2 separate regions of the Mus musculus genome follow, and region 2 is linked to region 1. A link is a contact called in public HiChIP or PLAC-seq data. All regions are on one chromosome and are shown on one strand. The core of a region is the stretch at or near the end of the contact, and the rest is flanking DNA. Distances in the headings are between cores, read along the strand shown.

Region 1 (4,459 bases), core at 1,120-3,619:
CCCTAACCTGTGTTAATCACCCTGGTCCGGGTGTTCTAAGAACCTACAGAACTAACTCATTTTGAAGACTGTAAATCAGTTGTCAGTGATAACTGGTATCAAAGTATGCCTTGCTCGCCAAGACCTGTAAATTCAGAGGTACACCTGACTACATCGTTTGTTATTAAGAGGTGGAGGTTTGTTATTAAGAGTCCCAGGTGGAGGCATCTTCGAAACCAATATATTTTCTTTATAACTGGTGTCAAATTGATGTATATATTAAAAAAAAAAACTTGGAAACTGATCTCAAAGAGGAAGTAACAGCCCAAGGAGCCATATGTTCAGGGAAGCTATCAGGTTTCCATTGGGACCAAATTTCACTTCACCTTTTTGTCCTTATGTGCAAATAAAAACTTATCTGTAAATATGCCATTCAAACAGCCATGCAAATTTGTGAGGTCTAAGGGCTGAGAAGAAACTACCCTAGGTCCGTAAAAAGCCAGCCGATAGAAGGTAAATAATTTTGTTAGCTATTGGCTATGCATAAGGCAACACGGGGATTGAAATCCATAAATTCACACCTTCAAATGAAATGCCTCCATAGAATTAGCTAACGAAGAAAAGGCTGATAAATAGTTAATAAATAAATTTCAATGTCGATGGAATTGCTGGACCCAGGTTTACATTAATGGATGTACCCTCCACCCTTGCTGTTAGATGGATTCCTAGTCTAACAGATTTGGGGATTTTTCCAAATGCAGGCTAACAGTATAGCAATGGAAAGTCTGTGATGGGCTAAGGGCTAAGGGCAGAGGGCTGCTCAGTGGGTTTCCAGAGAAACCAAAAGTACTTCTGCTTCCCAGTACAAAACACTTTATATAACTCTTTTTAGGAATTTTCAATTTTAAATCTTTATAGCATTTCAGTAGGTCATTACTTTACTGGTATGCCTGGGCATATTCTAGCGGGAAAATTACTTACATTGAGCACTGTGTAGCTTCCACTATGACTAGAATCAAAATCTAAAACCACCAAGATTCACTCAAGTCACTTGATTTTATATTTATATACTTTAATTAATAGACATTCTAACTTTAGGGGAAAGGCAATAATAGAAATGAAACCCTTGTGTCCTCAATAAGTCTTCACACAATTGTTTGTGTTGTTATACCAAGATTAAAGTCCGTAGAAAAAAATTATACTTCGTAGGTTATCCTGCAATTACTTCTTTTACCATCTATGGTTAGAGGAAAGTTTTATCACGTTAATTTAGGCACCTGATTAGCTAATAGCTAAGTGCCTTAGGAAAAACTGCAGCCAGCTCTTTGTTTCTGGGTTCTGGCTAAGACACTTTTGTCACAGGGAGGAACATCAAAGTCTTTAATCCTAAGAATGGCTGATGAAATGGTAGTTTAAATGTTTTTCTGCTCAACCATCAACTCTGCGGGTCAAAAAGGGAACCGCTGTGAAATCTCCCCTGGCTCCCCAGCGAGCCTCAACAGGTATGGAAGACTTTTTTTTTTTTTTTTTTTTTTTTTTTTTTTTTTTTTGACGAGACTTCGTTTATGATGCATTCTTTGGTGTTGCTGTTCATGTCCATCTTATCACGGAGCCAATTGATCGAGGAGGCACGCAGTGCACCAGCCATGCCCAGTCCCCATCTTCGGGTGCCCCGGGTCGTGGGAGGGTTACCTGCTTTGAAAAGACGTTCGTCTCACCAGCTACTGTCTTAGGTGGTATTCCCCAGGGTATGTGACACAGAAGCCCAGTTAGCCTAGTCTTGGGGTCAGGAGGTCAGGGGTTGGGAGTACAACTAATTGTAAGGCCCTCTCTGGCTTATTAAAGCACTCGCTCGCACTTGTGCTCAGGGCCAGGACGCTTGTGTGCGAGGGTCACAGCCCGAAGCCTTTGGGGGACGCGTTGGCGGGGGGTGCGGGGGGGGGGTAGGGCTTGACCATGCCGACAGCTCAGGCGAGCGGGGTCTCGGCAGCTCGCACCAAGGTTGGAAGCCTATGCGGTAAAGACCCAGCTCGGCCCGGATCTGGCTTTGTTTTTTCTGGCTCTCTTTGGTTTGTCCCCGGGCCTCTGGCGTGACTCGGGTCCCCTCACAGACCAGTGCGTCCGCTCCCCCGCAGGCAGGCAGGCAGGCAGGCCGGGCGGGCGTGCGCATTAAACGTGGGTCCCGGGCGCCCCATGCGGGCTGCGCTCGCTCGCTCGCTTCTCTCGCCCGGCCGGCCAACCCGGGTGCGGCTCGCCAGCGGCGGGGAGGACGCGCGGGAAAGCCAGGGAGCGGGAAGCGGGCGACGGCGGGCCCGCTGGAAAGGAGGGAGCGCCGCAGGCGGGAGGACGACGCGCGGAGGAGGGAGCGGGAGGAAGGAGGGAGCGCGGCAGGCAGGCGGAGGGAGGGCTGATTAGCATGCAGCAGCGCTCGCGCGCCCGGCTCCATTGTTTTAACACCTCCCCTCTCCTCCGCGCCAATCTGTCACCGTTCAGCAGGCGAACGCTGCTGCCTCAAATGCTGCTCTTCTCAAATGAGACGGATAATTAGTTGCCCCGCACGAATGCCGCACTCTTCTCACCCCTGATTGCTATCACCTTCTTGCTCCTGGCAGTTTTGACACCTCGTAATCAGCCTGCTGCTTTTCTCTTTTCTTCCCGACTTCTGCTTCCCTCCCCCCTTCCTTCCTAGTTGATTTATTTATTTATTATTATCATTTTAAATGCAATCTCGGTCCCTATTTGGACGAGTGCTCCTCGGAGTTAACCTTGCATATACGTGTGTGCCTATATATGCATATGTAAACTAGGGTGTGTGTGTGTGTGTGTGTGTGTGTGTGTGTGCGCGCGCGCGCGTGAGCAAGGGGCGGGCTGGCAATTTTGCGGGAAACACTGCTTCCACGCGGAGAGAATTTTCTCCTAAAGATATTTTGGGGTGGGAGAAGTTGGGGAGAGGGATGGGAGGGAAGAGTTAGGGAGACCTCAATTAATGCTTTAAAGATCTCTTAGAAATTAACAAACTGGGGAGTCTCGGAATCTGCTGTCAGAAGCGTGTTTTCCCCTCTCTCCTCTAACAAGCACTGACAGTCTAATTACTGTAGCTACAAGCAGCTGTCGAGGCAGCAGCCCGGGAGCGAAGGCGCCACGGGATGAGCGCTCACCGCCGGCCCCTGTGCCCAGCCTAACCCGCCGAACCACGGCCAGACTTGTGAGGATGGAGAGAAGAGCGAGGCCCGGCACCCGGCAGCCTCGCCAGCCCACGGCCGGCCTGCGAGCCAGCAGACTCCCTTATTGTTTCATATTTATAAAGTCTTTACCTTGAAGGTTAAAAGACGTGAAGAAGAAAGGAGGGGACTGGGGGGGGGGTGCGAAGAAAATCTTTTAAGCTTCCATCCATTCCTTTTCTACCTCCTCAAGTCTTCCCTCCCCCGGTGTTGGTAAAATAACCACGCAACCCGGGGCTGAGGGGGCGGGGTGAGCCAGGCTGGAGTGTAAGAAAGCAGATGTCCCCGCTGGCAGCAGCCTCAGCCTCCGGGGAAAGCTGCACCCGGGGGGGGGGGGCATCCCGAGGACATTCACCTCCCACTTCTCAGGCATCCCGCTCACAACTGCCTCGCCCACGGGTGGTTCCCCCCACCCCCCATCCCAAAATCAGCGTTTTGCGCACGTAGCTTTCTTACCTGGGAGCTGTTCTTACCCGGGCTACGCCTAGCAGAAGCCCAGAGACAGCCCTGTCGTCACCCCGCACTGCAATAGGATAGAGGGATAGACTTGGCCGGTGTGGTGTCCACTCTACCTTTCGAGCTGCGGGGTCCTTCCAGAAGGCCCCTCTGGCGGCCCAATAGGGTCTCTGCCCTAAGAAGTTGGAGCTTGGGGTACTGCTAGAATCTTAAATTCCCACCTTACTAAAGTGGTGAGGGCAGGATGTTCCAGAGGAGGGTAGTGGGCCACTCCAAGTCACTTTTTGGGATAGAGTTCTTTTTGGTTGTCAGCAAGCCAGTAAAGATGTCAATTGTGTGAGAGGCGAGGAGAGGAAAAAAAAAATCCCCCCCCTTTTTTTTTGATAGGTGGTGGTGGGTATATTCTTATTAATACATACTGAGAAGTTGTGTGTGCGTGTGTGTGTGTGTGTGTGTGTGTGTGTGTGTGTGTGTGTAGTGGAGGGGAAGCTGGGAAGAAAAGAGTCTTTGGATAATTGTCTAGGCATTTCCATTCAGCCTAGTGGCAAAGATGTACATGCCTCAGAACCCTTCACAGTGCATACCTAATAATCGCTATGTCACCCTGGTGAGGAAGATGTCAATGTGATGTGCTCGTCACCTTGAGAAGTCGAGGTACCATTCTCATTCTTCCACTGGGCACAGAGGCCTGATCAAATTCCCCCATGCTTAACCCTCCAGTATGAGACATTGCTCAAGGACAGTTACATTACTGTTGAAAGCTACAAGTCAATGCTTACTTCATAAAATGGAAGCCGTGTCTC
Region 2 (4,459 bases), core at 1,287-3,786, 110 kb before region 1:
ACGAAGAAAGAATCCATTCTTATCTAAATTGTTAAAAAAAAACATAGGTAATATTGGAATTTATAAAAAAAAAATCATATAGGAAAGAGGTTTTGGAAGTATGACAGAGTTTCAACTTTAGTTATTTACATATAGACTGTCATTTTAACTCTTGATCTAATCACAGATTTATTAAATATTTTGACAGTTTTGATAAATCACATACCAGCAAGGAAAAGTACCATGGAATTCTTTATTTTTATAAATTATATTGTTGCATTTCATGATTTAAATAAAATATCTCACGGATTTATTAGCATTTAGTTGATTTGTAGCGTCAAAAACTCTTGACAATTAAAAAGTAATAAATTACAACCAAACTCGGATGCCATACAGATGGACTATATACTGACAAAGACGTGTTCATACAGTACAGGTAACATAACTGTATGAATTTGAGTATAACAGGCAGTAGGGATCACTGACTGTATATAATTACATTTTAAAAATTCAATGATATTTTATGACTTAATAAAGCTAAGTAATAATACATATGATTTTATAAAGTAATTTTACATATTTTTTTAAATTACAAAATAGTCAAGTCCTTTGCTATGAATATAGTTTCAAATATCATTTTCATATGAATTACAACTAATAAAAACTAATGGGAATTCGATATTACACAATACTTTAATGCAAGTTTAGAAGCTAAAATTGCTCTCTAGAATTATACTTCAGAGATAAGCCATAAATAATGCTTGCAAATTACTGTGGTGGGAGCTTCACAAGTTTTAATTCTTTATTTCTAGGACAATAATTATTATTAAATTATGTTACTGAAAAGATACCTTAAACATCAGAAAATTACATTGTACTTTAAATCTGGTAAGCAATGAGGACTTTCAACTTCATCTGTATAAGTAACAATTTACTTAGTAAAATAAAGGGTGAATAAATTGAAACACAGGGATCCAGAAAGCATTCAAGTTTCCTTAAATTGCCTAGCATATCAGTTGATACTATTATTGTTTGGGGGGACAGTTCTGCCTTTGAAAAGCTACATTACATCTCACAGGATCAAGCTTTAAATAAGACCTCAATTTTTATACATCATAATAATATGGTATCAGAAAACATTCCATTTCAAATTTGTACCACAAAGCATCTGTGTTTTAACAATCTCACTTAGTTTGCTTCAGCTGCTGCATAGATATAAATGTAATCCACACCACTATAAACTCCAGGTCTGAGAGATATCAAGCTAATATTTATTTCTAAGTGCTTTTAAAATTATTTATAAAACCTGCATAAAAAGGATTCCGTGAGTGTATTGTGATTGTACTTTAACAATTATTCTGCACTACAATGGAAGTACATGCTCAAACAAGACACCTCAGCAGTATTTTAAAGCAGTAACCACCTAGCCAATTTCTCTATGTTCTGTAGTTTTTCTAATCCACTCTCCCTGTGGTTGAGCAAAATCGAATTGCCTCTCACATTTGCAGACAGCTCTGTGAAGGTGATAATAGAGCTGCACCCTGCTGTCATGAGGCAGGAAATAGGAAAATGGCATATGGGGCTAGAAAGAAAGAAATAAAAAAGGGGGAAAGAAAAAACGAAAAAACGAACAAAAAGAGAGAGAGAGAACTAAACAAGAACAAAAGAGATTTCAACAAAGGACAATATAACCCAATGTGCTCTGCAAGCTAACCTCTTTTCAGAGTCAGTCAGCATTTTTAATCATTCTTCTGGGTCCTCACTCCAAATACATGAATGGTTGATTACCAAGTCTTTGGGACAAGTTTTCATTGTCTAAAATATTTAGAATATCCAGAATATATCCTGCATAATGTCTGAAAAACAAAGCCCTTTAAAAATAACATTTTAAAGATATATTTATTAGATATTAGTAGAATGTATGAAGCTTTCAGTATGATTTAACATTCAAATTTATGAAAATTTTAAACATTAAGGATAAACATTCATTCATGATTGTAAATTAAAAGTAAAACCCCTACGTAATTTTTTAAAATTGCTAATACTATGACAAACATTTAAGGCCTTGAATAATTTCAATAAAAAGCATTCCTCTGTGTGTGTGTATGTGTGTGCATGTGTGTGTGTGTGTGTTTAATTAAGAACACTTTCAAATAAAGATTTTTATTACATGCATGTGTATAAAATGGCAGTAGACGGCAATGAAGTTAGAACTGACTCTACCTTTCCTTTTACACTCTGAATGGGATCCACAACCACTGCCACAGCTCTCTCCGACAAGGCTTCAAAGCTCTGCTGAGTGTTGATATCCACACCAGAAAGCCAACAGCCAAAGCCAGGGTGACTGTGATACCAACCAACAACCATCTCGGGCCTGAAACAAAGGGCACTCAGACTCAGAACACAGCAATGCATGATGAGAGGAGAGAAACAACACACTAACAGGGTATAAATTAAGAAAAGATGAAAGCACACAGGTGTGAAAAAGCACCATTAGAAACTCTGAAACCGGACACCATATTCTCCAGCAAACATGGAAATGAGTAAGTGTGACAAAGGAGGGCTATCATTAAGACACGCACATTAGCAGTGGTAGATAAGGCTTTCAGTTTTTCACCTTGTTACCACACTTTCTCAGAGCCAGTTTTTACCCTTTCAGCATTCAAGTAAATATCTACTCTTTAACTCCTTAGCTCTGGGAGCTGGGTTTTCCAGGCACCGAGCACATTTTTTAACAATGGACACCAGGATCAACTGTTGTGAAAGGATTAAATATCAATTAAACCAGCAGTAGAACTAGGAACTCAGTCAAAAACCAATTTGCACTGCTCTGCTCAGCTGCTGAGCCTTTTGCTAACATTAATTTTGAAGTTTTTTCCACAGTAGAAGAATCTGAGCAAGAGAATGACAACTATTGGGAGACTTAGCTTGAAGGAGAAAAAAAACCACTTGGATTACTGTCTTTAAAACTCATGTCTACACACATTTATTCACAACAACATTCGGCTGCACTTCTCAAATACACAGAAAATAACAGGTGTGTTGTTTACAAGTGAAGAGAACATAATTCTAGATGTTAAACAGAGAAACAGAATAGCCCAAGCCTATGACATGACAGCTGAGACTCTTAATACAAGGCCGTTTTCTGATTGGTGGACTTCAATTCAGGCTGTCAAGGGGCATCACACAGGCAGATCAACCATATTGACTCCTCCCCTAGTAATGATGTTTATAAATACTATTAACTTTAAGGTTCATTTCCAAACAACAACAACAACAACAACAACAACAACAACAACAACAACAAAAACCCACCTTCCTGTTTGTTTCAGCATATCCAACATTTTGGCTTGGAACACTGGATCAACTGCTTCAACACTGACACCCTATATTAGAAAAAAGAAAACTTTTTTCCTCTGAGTAAAATAAGAAAAGAAGAAACATACTGTAAAAAACAAAAAACAAAACAAAACAACAAAAAACCCTACCCCAACTGTGTATTATAATTTCATAGCTTTTTCTACATGTTATTTAATAGCTACTCAAATCACTGATTTCTAAAACCTGCCAAGTACTAAAGTGCTGTTAGCAAATGATTGAGACATCACTCAGGGTGTTACAAGTTCATGGTTGTTGCTCATATTTATAAGAAGTACCAAATAACTGACAAACTGTGATTTTTTTCTCAGTTATGCCTACCTATGGCAAGCATATCTCCTAATATCATTCTCTAACAGGATGAGAACTACAACTATTTATTGTACAATAATATTTTTCAATAATAGAAATAATTTGAAGAATAATCATATATTGCCTCATAAAACAGCAATCACAAAAACTCACTACCAGACCCAGACTACATAATCAAACTTCTTAAATATTGCATTAATTAATTTAATAAAAATATGACTACATGCAGAATAAGAAGGATTTATGTTAATAAAGTGTTAATATGAAGGATGACCTATTACAGGTCAGTGTCATCTATGTCTTACTAAGGCTTTCTTCCAACATCAGAAGCCTAAGTCTAATCTAGCTAAGAAGCAGTTTAACATAAATATTTCCTTCCCGCCATAGCAAATAGCACCATAATGAATTCCAAAGAAGGCATCCTTGGAAAATAAGATGTGCTCTGTTGCAAGCCTAAGAATATCTTTTGGGGGTTTTGTTTTCAATAAAGAGAAGGTGACGAGAGAAAAGGAAGAGGACTGGAGGAGGGGTAGGGTGCAGGGAGAAAGTAGAGGGGGTGACTATGCAGACGTATTCTTTACAGAAGAGCCTCTTGACTCGAGCCAGAAGAAATACTTTCTGATTCTACTACACAGAGTGAATATAAGAATCAAAATAGCCTATCTCACATCTTCAAGCAAGCATTTACATGGAGGCCTAGTGATAATGTATTATCTTCATTTTCTACATAGGGACTACCTATAACAGAAATAAGTTAATTTTTATGTATTTATATATTCTGATAGAAAAA

Evidence for each region. HiChIP or PLAC-seq counts read pairs in DNA pulled down with a chosen protein or histone mark.
Region 2: an H3K4me3 HiChIP or PLAC-seq map of embryonic forebrain shows a contact between it and region 1, with 2.8 times the contacts expected there. The contact joins two enhancer-like sites. A contact is called at or near these places in 1 of 39 promoter capture datasets (the C10 cell line), 8 of 484 Hi-C or Micro-C datasets (8-cell embryo, the Ba/F3 cell line, the C10 cell line and 5 more), 3 of 115 datasets of contacts at active chromatin or transcription factors (embryonic forebrain, embryonic stem cells and forebrain) and 2 of 9 other capture datasets (adipose tissue and embryonic tail).

Annotation. Positions count from the first base shown.
Region 1 is chr2:61,654,516-61,658,974 of GRCm38.p6, reverse strand. No RefSeq gene overlaps it. Among named protein-coding and RNA genes, the nearest start is that of Psmd14, 55 kb to the left of the region's middle. Within about 2 kb of position 2,369, at least 157 of the 459 cell types and tissues checked have an H3K27ac peak or open chromatin away from gene starts, as enhancers often do. A contact at or near this core is called in embryonic forebrain, where this site is marked.
Region 2 is chr2:61,762,743-61,767,201 of GRCm38.p6, reverse strand. It overlaps Psmd14 (proteasome (prosome, macropain) 26S subunit, non-ATPase, 14), which reads right to left. Exons shown (of 12, transcript NM_021526.2): 6 at 3,295-3,365; 7 at 2,203-2,353. Among named protein-coding and RNA genes, the nearest start is that of Tbr1, 39 kb to the left of the region's middle. Within about 2 kb of position 2,536, at least 11 of the 459 cell types and tissues checked have an H3K27ac peak or open chromatin away from gene starts, as enhancers often do. A contact at or near this core is called in embryonic forebrain, where this site is marked.